3 separate regions of the Gossypium hirsutum genome follow, and regions 1 and 3 are each linked to region 2. Evidence: chromatin contacts called from public Hi-C data. All regions are on one chromosome and are shown on one strand. The core of a region is the stretch at or near the end of the contact, and the rest is flanking DNA. Distances in the headings are between cores, read along the strand shown. Region 1 holds the start of LOC107910529 (DNA-directed RNA polymerase III subunit RPC6). Region 2 holds the start of LOC107910521. Region 3 holds the start of LOC107910525 (rRNA-processing protein fcf2).

The links. Hi-C and Micro-C count contacts between places; a contact is called where the count stands out from the background.
Region 1: a contact with region 2 is called in a Hi-C map of leaf, with 3 times the contacts expected there. The contact joins the promoter of LOC107910529 here to the promoter of LOC107910521 in region 2. A contact is called at or near these places in 11 of 34 Hi-C or Micro-C datasets (callus, hypocotyl, leaf and 1 more).
Region 3: a contact with region 2 is called in a Hi-C map of leaf, with 1.7 times the contacts expected there. The contact joins the promoter of LOC107910525 here to the promoter of LOC107910521 in region 2. A contact is called at or near these places in 5 of 34 Hi-C or Micro-C datasets (anther and leaf).

What each region holds. Positions count from the first base shown.
Region 1 is chrD02:8,775,298-8,779,403 of Gossypium_hirsutum_v2.1, reverse strand. LOC107910529 (DNA-directed RNA polymerase III subunit RPC6) reads left to right here and starts at 2,852. Exons shown (of 2, transcript XM_016838384.2): 1 at 2,852-3,024. LOC107910526 (novel plant SNARE 13) reads left to right here. Exons shown (of 10, transcript XM_016838379.2): 8 at 1-12; 9 at 99-173; 10 at 551-957. The coding sequence ends at 646.
Region 2 is chrD02:8,952,358-8,956,457 of Gossypium_hirsutum_v2.1, reverse strand. It overlaps LOC107910521, which reads left to right and starts at 2,777. Exons shown (of 1, transcript XM_016838375.2): 1 at 2,777-4,100. The coding sequence starts at 3,166. The coding sequence ends at 3,957. It overlaps LOC107910520 (50S ribosomal protein L3-2, mitochondrial), which reads left to right. Exons shown (of 5, transcript XM_041088248.1): 3 at 225-329; 4 at 1,448-1,561; 5 at 1,802-2,217. The coding sequence ends at 1,975.
Region 3 is chrD02:8,800,053-8,803,896 of Gossypium_hirsutum_v2.1, reverse strand. It overlaps LOC107910525 (rRNA-processing protein fcf2), which reads left to right and starts at 1,622. Exons shown (of 6, transcript XM_016838378.2): 1 at 1,622-1,802; 2 at 2,140-2,394; 3 at 2,473-2,533; 4 at 3,317-3,391; 5 at 3,529-3,644. The coding sequence starts at 2,147.

The DNA.
Region 1 (4,106 bases), core at 1,603-4,102, 180 kb after region 2:
ATTGGTAGGCAGGTTAGTTGATTGTTTGCACTCTAAATGCTACCTTCGTTCGATTTGACTATTTTATGCCATATTAAATATGTTTCTTCGTCCTCCAGGTAGCCACTGATAAATGCATCATGCTATTTCTTTTTCTTATCGTATGCGGTGTTATAGCCATCATAGTTGTGAAGGTATTCTTTTCCCTTACTGATTTCAATTTTGTAGTCTATTAAACTTAATGACTTATTACAGTGGAAGTGTGAGGTGTGCTGTGGTGTTTTTTTATGAAAATAAAGCCTTTCTAAAGAGATATTTGTGAGGACTTGACCTCCAGAGATATTTTCCCTAAACATATACAGCTGCTCTATCAACTCTTTTGTGATATGACTAGATGGAAGTGTTGAAGGTGACAAATGTTTGTCACTAGTTACGGTTAAATAGTAAACTAAACCACTCTAACTGTGTTCTTTTAAGTACATTAAGAGAGATTCAGATGTAGTCTTAACAATGTTTGTGATGGTACCGTGCAAAATTTCCATTTTCTAATTGCAATGTGGAAAAATTTCAGATTGTGAATCCGAACAACAAAGATATCAGAGATATTCCAGGATTGGCACCACCAGCACCTTCGAGGAGATTGTTATATCTAAGGAGCCCGCAGTAAAAAGGTGATCATTTCAAATAAGTGAGTGGTTTGTTCTGCTTATGCTTGAATAGAGACAGGAGTGGGGAGTATTGGGAAGTTGGTGTTTGAGGGATGTGACTGTTTTTCGCTTTTCGATTTTATATGATTGATTCTTGCCTGAGATGTGCATATACGGTTGGTGGTGTTTGTTGTCTTTGTAAATTTTATGGGAGCAGTTGAATTATTTGAATGATGAACTTTGAAGATTATTGTAGGGTTAGAAATAAGTCATTTCTGAAGTGAATTCCTTATAATTTTCAAATGTCCTTGGGGGATATATTTTATTCTAACTTTCTAGAATATACATGTATGAATTTTGTGGCCAAGCTCATCTCAACCAAAAATAGGTATCTGGACTGGGTTAGCCTAGAACCAGAACTGGAGCTTATCATAAAACTAGTGCTCAGCTACCAACTTGCTGAGCATTTGTGACCTCGCTGTGATCATTTGTGAATGACAAATATTGAGCCCAGTTATGGTAGACTCCGAAAAAACAACAGAGGAAAGGGCAATCAGTATCCAGTCTTTTAGAACGCCAGCCAGCGACCCCGAAGGTGACAGCTCCAGTTCTTCCAAGCTCAGAGCCCAATGCAGAAAGAGAAATGGAGAAGAAGATCCGGTAACTCGATTGTATCTGTGAAACTGCAATCCTAGGCTTTCCCAGCAAAAGGCACAAAAGTACCGAACTTCAAAAAGGAGAGATCAAACATTGACCCTTCAGCCACCGGTATATTTGCACGGGAATATAAATTAATATATAATATAATAAGATATACGTACATTAAAATTTGCCAGCGAGTTGGGCATTTGTGTTTTTATTTAATTTTTATTCATGTTTCAAAAAGCTCATTTTCTTTTTTTTTAAAAAAATTAAAAGTAATTTTGAAAATTTTAAGAGATAATAATTATAAATATTAAATTATAAGAGATAATATGATTTTAACGTGAAAGCCACATTAAGAGAAATATCTTACTTTTTATTTTTAATTCTAATATTTTTTCTTTTAGATTTCTACTTGCACTTCTTTGCAAATTTAAGGTATTTTTATTTTTTTAATATTTTATTGTTTACTATAATCTTCTAAGGTTTTTCATTCAAAATTTTTTCTACTTTTTTATTTTTATTTTTTCCCCCCTTATTCCAGATCTTACTTGAACTTAACTGATCAAAATGTTTTATGAAGCAACATTCGTTCACATACGTATTATCTAAGTTAGAACAAAAATTACAGGGCCATCTTTCTCAATCTTTATTTTAAGGTGTTGTAATTGTTTGTAATTACACAAAAATTGGTGGGTGTTTTACTTAATTGAGTATAATTGGAGCATCCCAATTATATTTTCCAATTCTTAGGAGGGAAGGTGAAATTTGAAGTAATTATTTTCCAATTATATTTCCCAAGAATTGGTGGGTTTCACGTTATGACTTTCCAAACACTCATAAATTATTTAAATTTCAGAAATTATTTTTTATATAAATTTAAATTATAAAAATTATATTATAAGCATAAACACGTATAACTATTTGAGATGATTATGACGAAAAATTCTAAATTTATATTATAAATCTTAAAAAATTATATTATAAAAAATTATGTGCATTTTATAAAATTATAACCACAAATTATATTATTTAAAATCTAGAAAATTTTTATGATCAAAAAGTATATTATAAAAAAAGAATTTACATTTTAGATTAAAGTGTTATAATATGCTTACTATAAAAAAATTATGAAAAAGAAGTATAGAGATTGCATATCTATGCTATATATTATAAAAAATAATATACTTATTTATAAAAAAATATTTGACTTGCAAATTCTTTAATTACATTAAAGCCTAAAAATGTGATTAAGAAGATATTTGATATTCTAAAAGAAAATATTTTTCGTATTAACAAAATCACCTGAGTATAACATAAATAAAATAAAATAAAAGAAGCAACGTTAGAAATGTGGTTGAGGGTTAATTTTTTAAAATTATGATCAAATTAATATATGTCAAAGTTTAGGGTTAAATTTATTGTTATATCATTTTTTTCACTGCCACATTAATTTCTCGTGAACCAAAATGACCAAACTATGTAACGTGGGTGCTTAAATTGTAAAACTTTTTGGAACCTAAAATGAAAATTTTAATAGTTAGGTGACTATATGTATAGTTTACCCTTTTTTTCAAATATAAGGAAAAAAATCCTCCCTAACAGAGCCTTATTATAGTTTCCCGTAAAACTCCCATCTCTATTCCGTCTTCACTTCACACGTTCCCCGCCTCCAAACAAACCTCTCTCACCACCACTCTGTCACTGCCTCCTAACCCCTCTCTTGCCTTTCAAGTTTCCGGCGAAATTAATTCATGTAAGTTTAGAAACCCTAAACTTAAGTTAGGAATTAGATTTCTATATAAAATCATTGGAGATTTCTTTTTTTTGAGTTTTATGCATCACCATGAAGCAACGACATGGCTATTCCGCCTTCGTACCGGTGTCGTACGGGTGTCCGACAGGCCACGGATACGCCGGAATACGATAACCCATTCGTATTCTTCCACAGCTTTCTTGAACTGCAAATTCGTGTAATCAGATAACCTTTTAGCTGTTGTCGTTGACGGCGCTGCATACATACGAGTACATTGTTGCAGTTCAATAAAGCTGTGGGAAGATACAAACAGGGCCAAAAGTCTGATTTAAAATTCAACGCTCAGTGCTTCTTGACATGATCTGAGTATGAATATATAGATTATAGGTCAATGATTTCCATGGATTAGTTGTACCTAAATGTGTTTTCTCTGTGTTCTTTTTCGGTACAATCGAAGCTTACGTTACAATGGACGCGATGTTAATATTAAAACTCGAATTTGTCTCTCTTGCATTAAGCACTGTAAGAAAAAGGAGATAGAAAGGGGAATGATAAACTGTAATTTTGGTGCTTGGAATTTTCTATAGGTTTAGATTCTTGTTTTTGCTGTGTTTTTCTATTTTTTCTCCTCACAGTTCGTTTTTGGATCTTAATGGTGTTCTGTCCTAATTTTTGTTTTAACTATATAACAGAGTTGCTAGTACTCGAATAATGAGCATTAAAGTTCTTGTTATATTGAATGTTACCTTAAGGATCACTTGCATTATTAGCCATTTGGCCTAGCCTGTCTCATTTGAAAAATCCCCACCCAATTAATCAAAGTCACCATACTTAAAAGTTCATCAAATTTCATTTTGAAATTGAAAATGAAGCTTTATATAACCCTACCTTTTTTTAGTATAATAAATAAAAGTATATAAAAAATATTTTTTATTGCCGTGTCCTGCCATACCCGTTTTGTGTGTCCGTGCTTCTAGTGCATCACTCTGTTATATTTGATTCTTTTTTCCCTTTTTGATCATACTGCCTGTTACTCTGTCTCATCTCATTTCTTTCTCTCTGTTTACTTTGTTGAGAAAGTG
Region 2 (4,100 bases), core at 1,528-4,027:
CTGGTGGATGATGGTCACATGTAAAACCAGTGATGTTAATTTAGGCATCAAGCATGTGCATGCCAAATGTTCTCATGTCTATTCTATCTAATTCTTGCACTTGAGGTGTTTGGTGGGGACGCAGGCGATTTGTGGTTCATAGTTCCAATCCTTCTGCATGATGGAGTTAGTATTTGTTTCGGACTTGAACAATCGAATGTCTTATGTTTCTTTTACTTTCCCAGGGTGCAATGAAAAGGTGGGGATTTAAAGGAATGCCGGCATCTCATGGTGCATCATTATCGCATCGGAGTCCTGGTTCTACTGGTCAGAGGGATGCTCCTGGAAAGGTTTGTATAGCTAGTTTGGTTTGCAATGCCTTAAGGATATTCTGGAATACTTGATGTAATCTGCTTCTTTTTTTCCTTTTTAATATATATATAGCTAGGCCTTGGGATACAAAATAGGCACTAGCACTGTACTTGAGCCTCCAGGGTAAAAGTCCCAATACTGTTAAGACGCCTTCTTGGAGGCATCTGAATTCTTTCTACTTTAGAAGTTTATTATTTTGCCTTGTTTATACTTTATTGCATTGATGTGGTCGTATGATGAGATAGTTTTTATCTCGTAGATATTCAATTATATGCTGTTTTTCTATTTATACATGTCCTCTTTTTAATGGAAATATTCTAACTGGTAGATGTGCTTGTGGATACTTTTTTGCATATTATTTCCATTCAAGATGATAACTTCTTAAGCTTTAGTGAGACAAATATCTTCAATTCTAGCTGACATTCTTGTTCATCATAGAAATTGCTAGTAGAGCATATTTTTAGGTGTTTAAGCATGATAAGAATAAATCCCAAGATAGTTGGATAAGTAATTACTTCTTTCCCATATAGCTTAAGCTTCTTTATTTGTGAAGCTTCCTTGTGGACACTTCATCCAGTCATGTTCATTTGATTGGTTCATTCTTGTAACAATATTTGTTTTTCCCCTACACCTCTTACTATTTGAGCAGGCTTTTCAATTATATTTCTCAAAAACACTGAAGCAGTTATGTTTATCTGAACTAATAACTTCATTGTTGGAAACAAAATCATTAGGCCTATTACAGCTTTCCGTGCAGGATTCTTTTCTTACCCTTGTTGATATGATTGATTCAATTCAATAATGTGATTTTATTCTGCATAGTTATTTTTGTGTAGACTTTTTGCTGATGTTTTTGACTGATGTAATTAATTGAGGGGAAAAATAGTTTTACAAACTCTGTAGTTGATTACTACTCAGTTCTAATTATCAAGTCATTGATGTTGTGGTTTTACTGTACTTTTGCATGGAGCCAGGTCAAGGCATTGATGCATTGTCAACCTAATCTTCATTACAACTCTTGTATTCATTTGTTCATCAGTCTTTACCATAAGGAATGCCCTTGAGTCATAATTGACAATCAATTATTGTTATGTAGGTATTTAAAGGGAAAAAGATGCCTGGGCACATGGGTGCGAAGACAAGAACAGTTAAAAATGTGTGGGTATACAAGATAGATCCTGCAAGGAATTTGATGTGGGTGAGGGGTCAGGTATGGTTTTCTTATTTTAAGTGCTTAAGCATTTTGAATGGAAAAAATCAGGAGGCTATAGCCTTTGCACAACAGTTGCAAGCTTCCAAATCCGATGTTTGTCATAAAAATAAGGGACTAACCCCCTTCAAAGGATGGGAACAAATTACATTGCATCCGAAGTTCTTAACCATCTAATCTGTTGTATTTGTATAGCTTTTTATCGGCAGTATTGTTTAGGGATTTGGTTATTGTTTACAGGTCCCAGGTGCTAAAGGGAACTTTGTCTTCATAAAGGATTCTGTTTACAAGAAACCCGATGTTTCAATGCTTCCGTTCCCGACTTATTTTGCAGCAGAAGATGAGGATGAAACAAATATAGGGCCTCTGGTTGCTGATCTTGGAGAGGTAGATCCGTTTATGGTAGCTGATTGACGTGGGGCGGAGTTTGAGTTGGTTGTGGGATGGCAGATTAATTTCCGGACCAGTTAACTTGCGGAATAGTAAGAAGTTGGTTTGTGTCCTAGTTATTTGGTTTTAGGAAGGAATGTAATATGAGATAATGGTTATAGAGTTGAAGGTTGATGTATGAATTTTTGAAGCAAATTGAGCATTGATTTTTCTGTAACAGGAATGGAGTTATTTTAAATAAATGAAAGGAAACCTGAAATTTTGCTTTTGCGAGTACAAACTTATAGGACATTAGATATAATAACTGTTGATAACATCTTTTTTATACTTTTAAATGGATGTTAAACTTGAATTAAATAGTAATGCAAGATTTTGAACTCATTTAGGCTAACATTACATGCTATGAAAACTTTCAAGGAGTATGAAATACTATCAATAAATGAGACGAGTTCAAATGAACAAAGTTTTGATGTATTTGTTTGTTTATTTTTGAAGTTATTCGTGTTTGTTTAAAATTTTAATATTATGTTCTTAACTCAGTTTATTATTTGATGTTTGATATGTTTAGTCTAACTAAATATAAATGTAAAAATAAAGGGAAAATGCTATTTAAGTATTTTCCATAGGAAATATTATCTTCAAATAAGCGAGTTTATAAATAAACAAGTTGGTGAACATAAATAGACTGTTGAAACTTATTCATTTAATAAATAACCGTATGTTCATTCACAGCTGAATCCATCTGCAACTCATACCCGGTCTTATTTACATGCCTGATGAAAAGGCCGTAGATAAGCATTGTATTATAGTTGTTTAGGCTAATGGGCCTCTATCCCATATTGGGCATTTCTTTCCATTACCAAATTCTGAAGACAGACATTATTATCCTAGTCACTTTAAGCAAAATCAAACCAAGTACCCAATTGCAGCATCTCTCTCTCTAATTTCCAATCTCCCCCCTCTTCCTCTCTGTATGATGTACTGTAGTGTGTACTGTAACAACACAATTAAGTTGGGTCTTTTCCGACAGACAGACAGACAGACAGACAGGCAGACAACCAAATGAAAATCACTAATCTGCTTTGAGTCTTTTGACCACCCACACTCAAAACCCCTTCACTTTCCCTCTTCCTACATCCTAGCCTTGTCAAGGAACTTACTTAGTGTTGGATATTATCCCCCACATTTGGGATTTTTCATTTTGCCTTCCGGGCATGAAGCGGGATCAGCTGTCCGAATGCGGGGGCTGCGGCGCCCCTGAGCGTTTCCTACTCCACAACCTCCGCCACAGAGCCAGCTATCGACGTCTCTGCACCAACTGCGTCCTCAAGAACCACCAGGGCCTCTTCTGCCCCATTTGCCTCGAAGTTTTCAACGAGTCCCCTCCCCCTCACCAGCGCCTCATCTGCCTCAAATGCCCTTCCATTTCTCACCTTTCTTGCTCCTCCTCTTCCCTCTCGCCTTCCTCCTTTACCTGTCCCCCTTGCTCCAACCCTAATTTCTCTTTCTTCAATCTCACCCCCACTAAGAAACCCAAGTCAACGCCCGATCATCCTCCCGGATCTACCCTCGACGGCGACGACGACAACAACAAGACGACGAACACGAGGGTTATTGACAAGGAAGCGGCTAAGGCACTTCTAGCTGCTGCTAAGATTGCTGCCGCCTCTATGACCAAAGCTGCCGCTGTTGCGAAAGTGGAGGCTGAGCGGAGGGTCAAAGAGGCTACTTTGGCAAAGAAGAGAGCCAAAGAGGCTCTCGAGAGACTCGCCTTGTTGGCCCGGAAGGATAATGATAGACATAAGTCGTCCCTCGTAGGCATTCCCAAATCTAAACCTGATGCTGCCATTGCTGCTGCTGCTGACGCCAAAGCAAACTCTTTATCCCTTCCATCTCCTATTCCCGATAAGGGAAACAATGGGTCGTATTCAGTTTCTGCTGCTAATGTATCCATTTCAATCCCCAAGTTGCAGCGTCAACAAAGCACTCATGGTATGCCTAATTGATCATTGGTGATTCCAACAATCTCAGTAAAGTGTTTGTTTTCGTTTGTTGGTATTTAGCCTTTCTGTTCATGGGAACCATATGTCAAATCTTTGTAGAGATGATTTAGGAAGAGAGTAGCCTGTTTTTCTGTATTCAGTAAGCT
Region 3 (3,844 bases), core at 373-2,872, 150 kb after region 2:
TCAAATGTTTTCAAACTATTGAACTCCTAAAATGTCCTTAAATTTTTTTTCAAAGTCTAAATACTTACACTTCCTAAAAGGATTACACTTTTCAAGATAATTACCTTGCGCCCTGCCACATTTGAAAAACTAATTTTCCTAATAATTTTGTTTAGAAAATTATCTAAAATGCCAACTAGTTATTAATGTGCTCATATGCTAAAAATATGTTAAGTAAGAATATTAATTTTTTTTGTTAAAAATAATTTAATGGTGTTTTTGTTAGTGATTTAATTTGTTAATAATTAAAATGGAATGATTTAATTTGATTAGATTAAATATTTATTATTTATTAAAAATGATTTTAGGTTCATAGTAATTATATCTAAATTATATAAACTAAATTATACGTCATGAGTAAAGACAAAATTATATAAAAAACTAAAAAAAAAACTCAACACTAAGGATGGAATTATACAGAGAAATTTAAATATTTAACTTAACCAATCATCTATTTTGAGATTTATATTAAAACTATAATTTCAATTATTTAAAAAAAAGTTATAAAATTATTGACAAACATAAACATTCTTATAATAAAATTCATTTAAAAAAGTTGAAGTTTTCTTTCAATTTTTTAAATCCTTTTCAATTGAGACCATGATAAAATGTAAAAAAAAAATCAATCAACTAAACATTAATATTTTTCAACAATTTAATTTTTTTAAATGTGTTTGACAACCCATCATGAAGACTACTAGGTTATTATTTTTCTACAAAAAGAATAAAAAATTATAAGTAAATATTTCTCTCTTAAGAGAGAATAAATTCGATTATATTTTTATTTTATTTTATTTCATTTAAGATCATATTATTTTATATTAAACAATCTAATTATATTTAATTTTAAGTAATATATCAAATAAATTTTATAACTTATTTTTTAATACTTATTTTTTTCATGTTATCGAAGATAGCCTTAATTGATTCCTTGTACCTCGTAACAAAGTTTATTAGTATAAATTTAACTTATTATTATTAGGGTAAACTATAAATTGAATCACTTATGTATGGTTTAAATTACATTTTGTTCATCAAACTTTAAAAATGTTATGATATGGTCACTAGGATTATCAATTCTTGACATTTTGGCCATTTATTCAGTCTTGTTCTTGACATTTTTTGGGCTAACAAAATGAGGTTTTAGATTCTTAAAAGTTGGAGAAAAAAAATTTTAGGTCCCTTAAAATGTGGTAAAAAAATTTTGACCCCTTAAAATTTGGCAAAAAAAATTGACTTTTAAAAGTTAAAAATTTTTGAGCCCTTAAAAACTAGAAAACAATATTTTGAACTTCTTTTAACCTTACGCCCTGGACGGCCACACTTCCAAACGACCCCAGAGTCGAGCCTAAACTTAGTATTAGGGTAAACTATGAATTGAATCACTTCTGAATATTTTAAATTACGTTTTGTTCATGAAACTTAAAAAAAATTATAATTAGGTTATTATCATTATCGATTATTGACATTTTAATCACTACACCGTTAATGACCAAAATATAACAAATTAATAATATTATTCATTTTGAAATTCAACCACCAAAAACATAAATTTAAATCACACATAATTTACCCTTATTATTTGACGAACTAACTGTCTATTGACTATTACAATATAAAAGATCTCATTAAAATTTTCCGACCCTGTCCAACCCTCTTCACACATCCCCCGCCGCCAAACAAACCTCTCGCCACCACTCTGTCACAGCATCGTAAACCCTCTCTTGCCTTCAAATTTCCGACTGACCTCGAAATTAAATAAGGTAATTTTTTGAAACCCTAAACTTGAAGGTTGATTTCTATTTACACTCTCCTATATTTGGTTTCCTGTTTTCGATCCTATTGCTTGTTACTCTTTTTTATCGAATTTTTTATAAACCTATCGGTTCAGCTGAAGTAGCGAACAGTTATCCCCTTATTGTCTGTTAGACTGTTATTTGCGGCCGGGATCCGCTGCTATTGATGTAAATTGATTTGCACCGCTATTGATGTCTTTGGCGGTGGCGAACAGTGCCGCTAGCTTCGCCACCTCTATTTTGAAATCTTGCTTGGAACATTGCTTTATTTCCTCAAATTTCATACTTTCAACTTGAGCGACAGGATACACATGCCAGAAAGTAAGGCGGTGATTGGTCTGAGATGGGAGCCCAAGCTCCCTGCATTGCCTTTCCAATCTAAAACCACCTCTATGTCTGGTTCTGGGTCTGTTTCTAGATCCCGGAATGAGCCCCAAAGCACTTCCCTCTGGAAACCCAATCAACAACTCATCGATGGCCTTTTTCTACCGCCTAATGATGCTTCTAAGGTTAACAAGTTGCTCAGAAAGCAAGTCAAAGACACTGCTGGCACCGCCTGGTATTCGTCATATTTCCCCCTTTTTTTGCCTTTTTTTTTTACCCGCCCACATATAACTCCCAATTCTTACTTCAACAGGTTTGATATGCCTGCGCCAACTCTCACCCCAGAGTTGAAGAAAGATCTTCAATTACTCAAGGTGCTCTTTTGCATTCCCATTTGTTTATGTATCTTTGTAAATTTTATCTTTTGCAGCATTCGCTTTTTTGATGTTGAGCCTTGTCTAGGGCGCAAGGCACACTTTAGGCACTAAAACCCTTATGTTACCTTAGGTGCAAGGCGCAAAACAAGTGCTAACCCAAGTGAAGTGAAGCTCTATATGTGTGTGAGTTTTTGCATGTGTGTATATAGCTTAAGATATATAGTGAAATCTAAAGTATGGTCTAGTTTATTTACAAAAATTTGAACATTTTTTGTTGTCCAATGTGCATGATTTCCTCATGGCCAATTTTTATTGTTGAATGCTCAAATATTGAGAAGTATAGGGTTTGATATTATTCCTTTTCTAATTAAAGGTTTATCAAACGAAAAAAGTGAAAAATAAAAGAAATTAAAGAGAACTTCAATCATATGGATCTTTTCTATGCCTATTGCCTTACAAAAATGTGCACCTAGTCAAATATGCCTCACCTGAATGGGTTTGAGGCACTTTTGTTGCATAATGCTAAGGCGCAGGTGCGCCTAGTTGCACACCTTGACAAAAGTGGATCATGTTGTTTTATACCCGATGGTTGATTGCCATATCTTCAGTTCATGTTCAAAACTAATGACCCTACCAAGATAATTGCCTTGATTTTTAGTTTGAATTTTACTTGACTAGATTTTTTATTCTAGGGGTTTATTGTTTTAGGATATTAAATGTTCATGGTTTCCAATGGGCCTAATTCTTGGCATTGGCTACTTGTGTGTGTTTGTGATACAGTTGAGGGGAGCCATTGATCCCAAGAGACACTATAAAAAGGAATCAAAATCCAATGCACTGCCGAAGTATTTCCAGGCAAGTTTACTACTTTAGTATAATGCAAAGCAATACACGAGGACATGATGAGACTTTGTGTTGTTTTTATTGTCCTTCTATTTTATGTGCATCCTAATTGGTTTATCTGCAATATTTAATCTTTGGCAATCAAGCAGGTGGGAACTGTGGTAGAATCTGTGACAGACTACTACTCAGGTAGAATGACAAAGAAGGAGAAGAAGCCAACCCTTGCTGATGAGCTGCTTTCTGACCCTGCTGTTAGGCAATACAGGTGAGATATTGGATTGATAAGTTCCTTCAGATGTCATTTATTTCCAGTTAAATGCTTGATAGCATTGTATAATACCTAGTTCCGTGATTGAATAAGAAGAGTTTGGCCTGGAGAATACTACCAATTCCGCTGTTGCAGAAATAAAGAAGTTCTAAGAATATACTATTGTCACAACTCATAACTACTGAATTGGTTAGTGT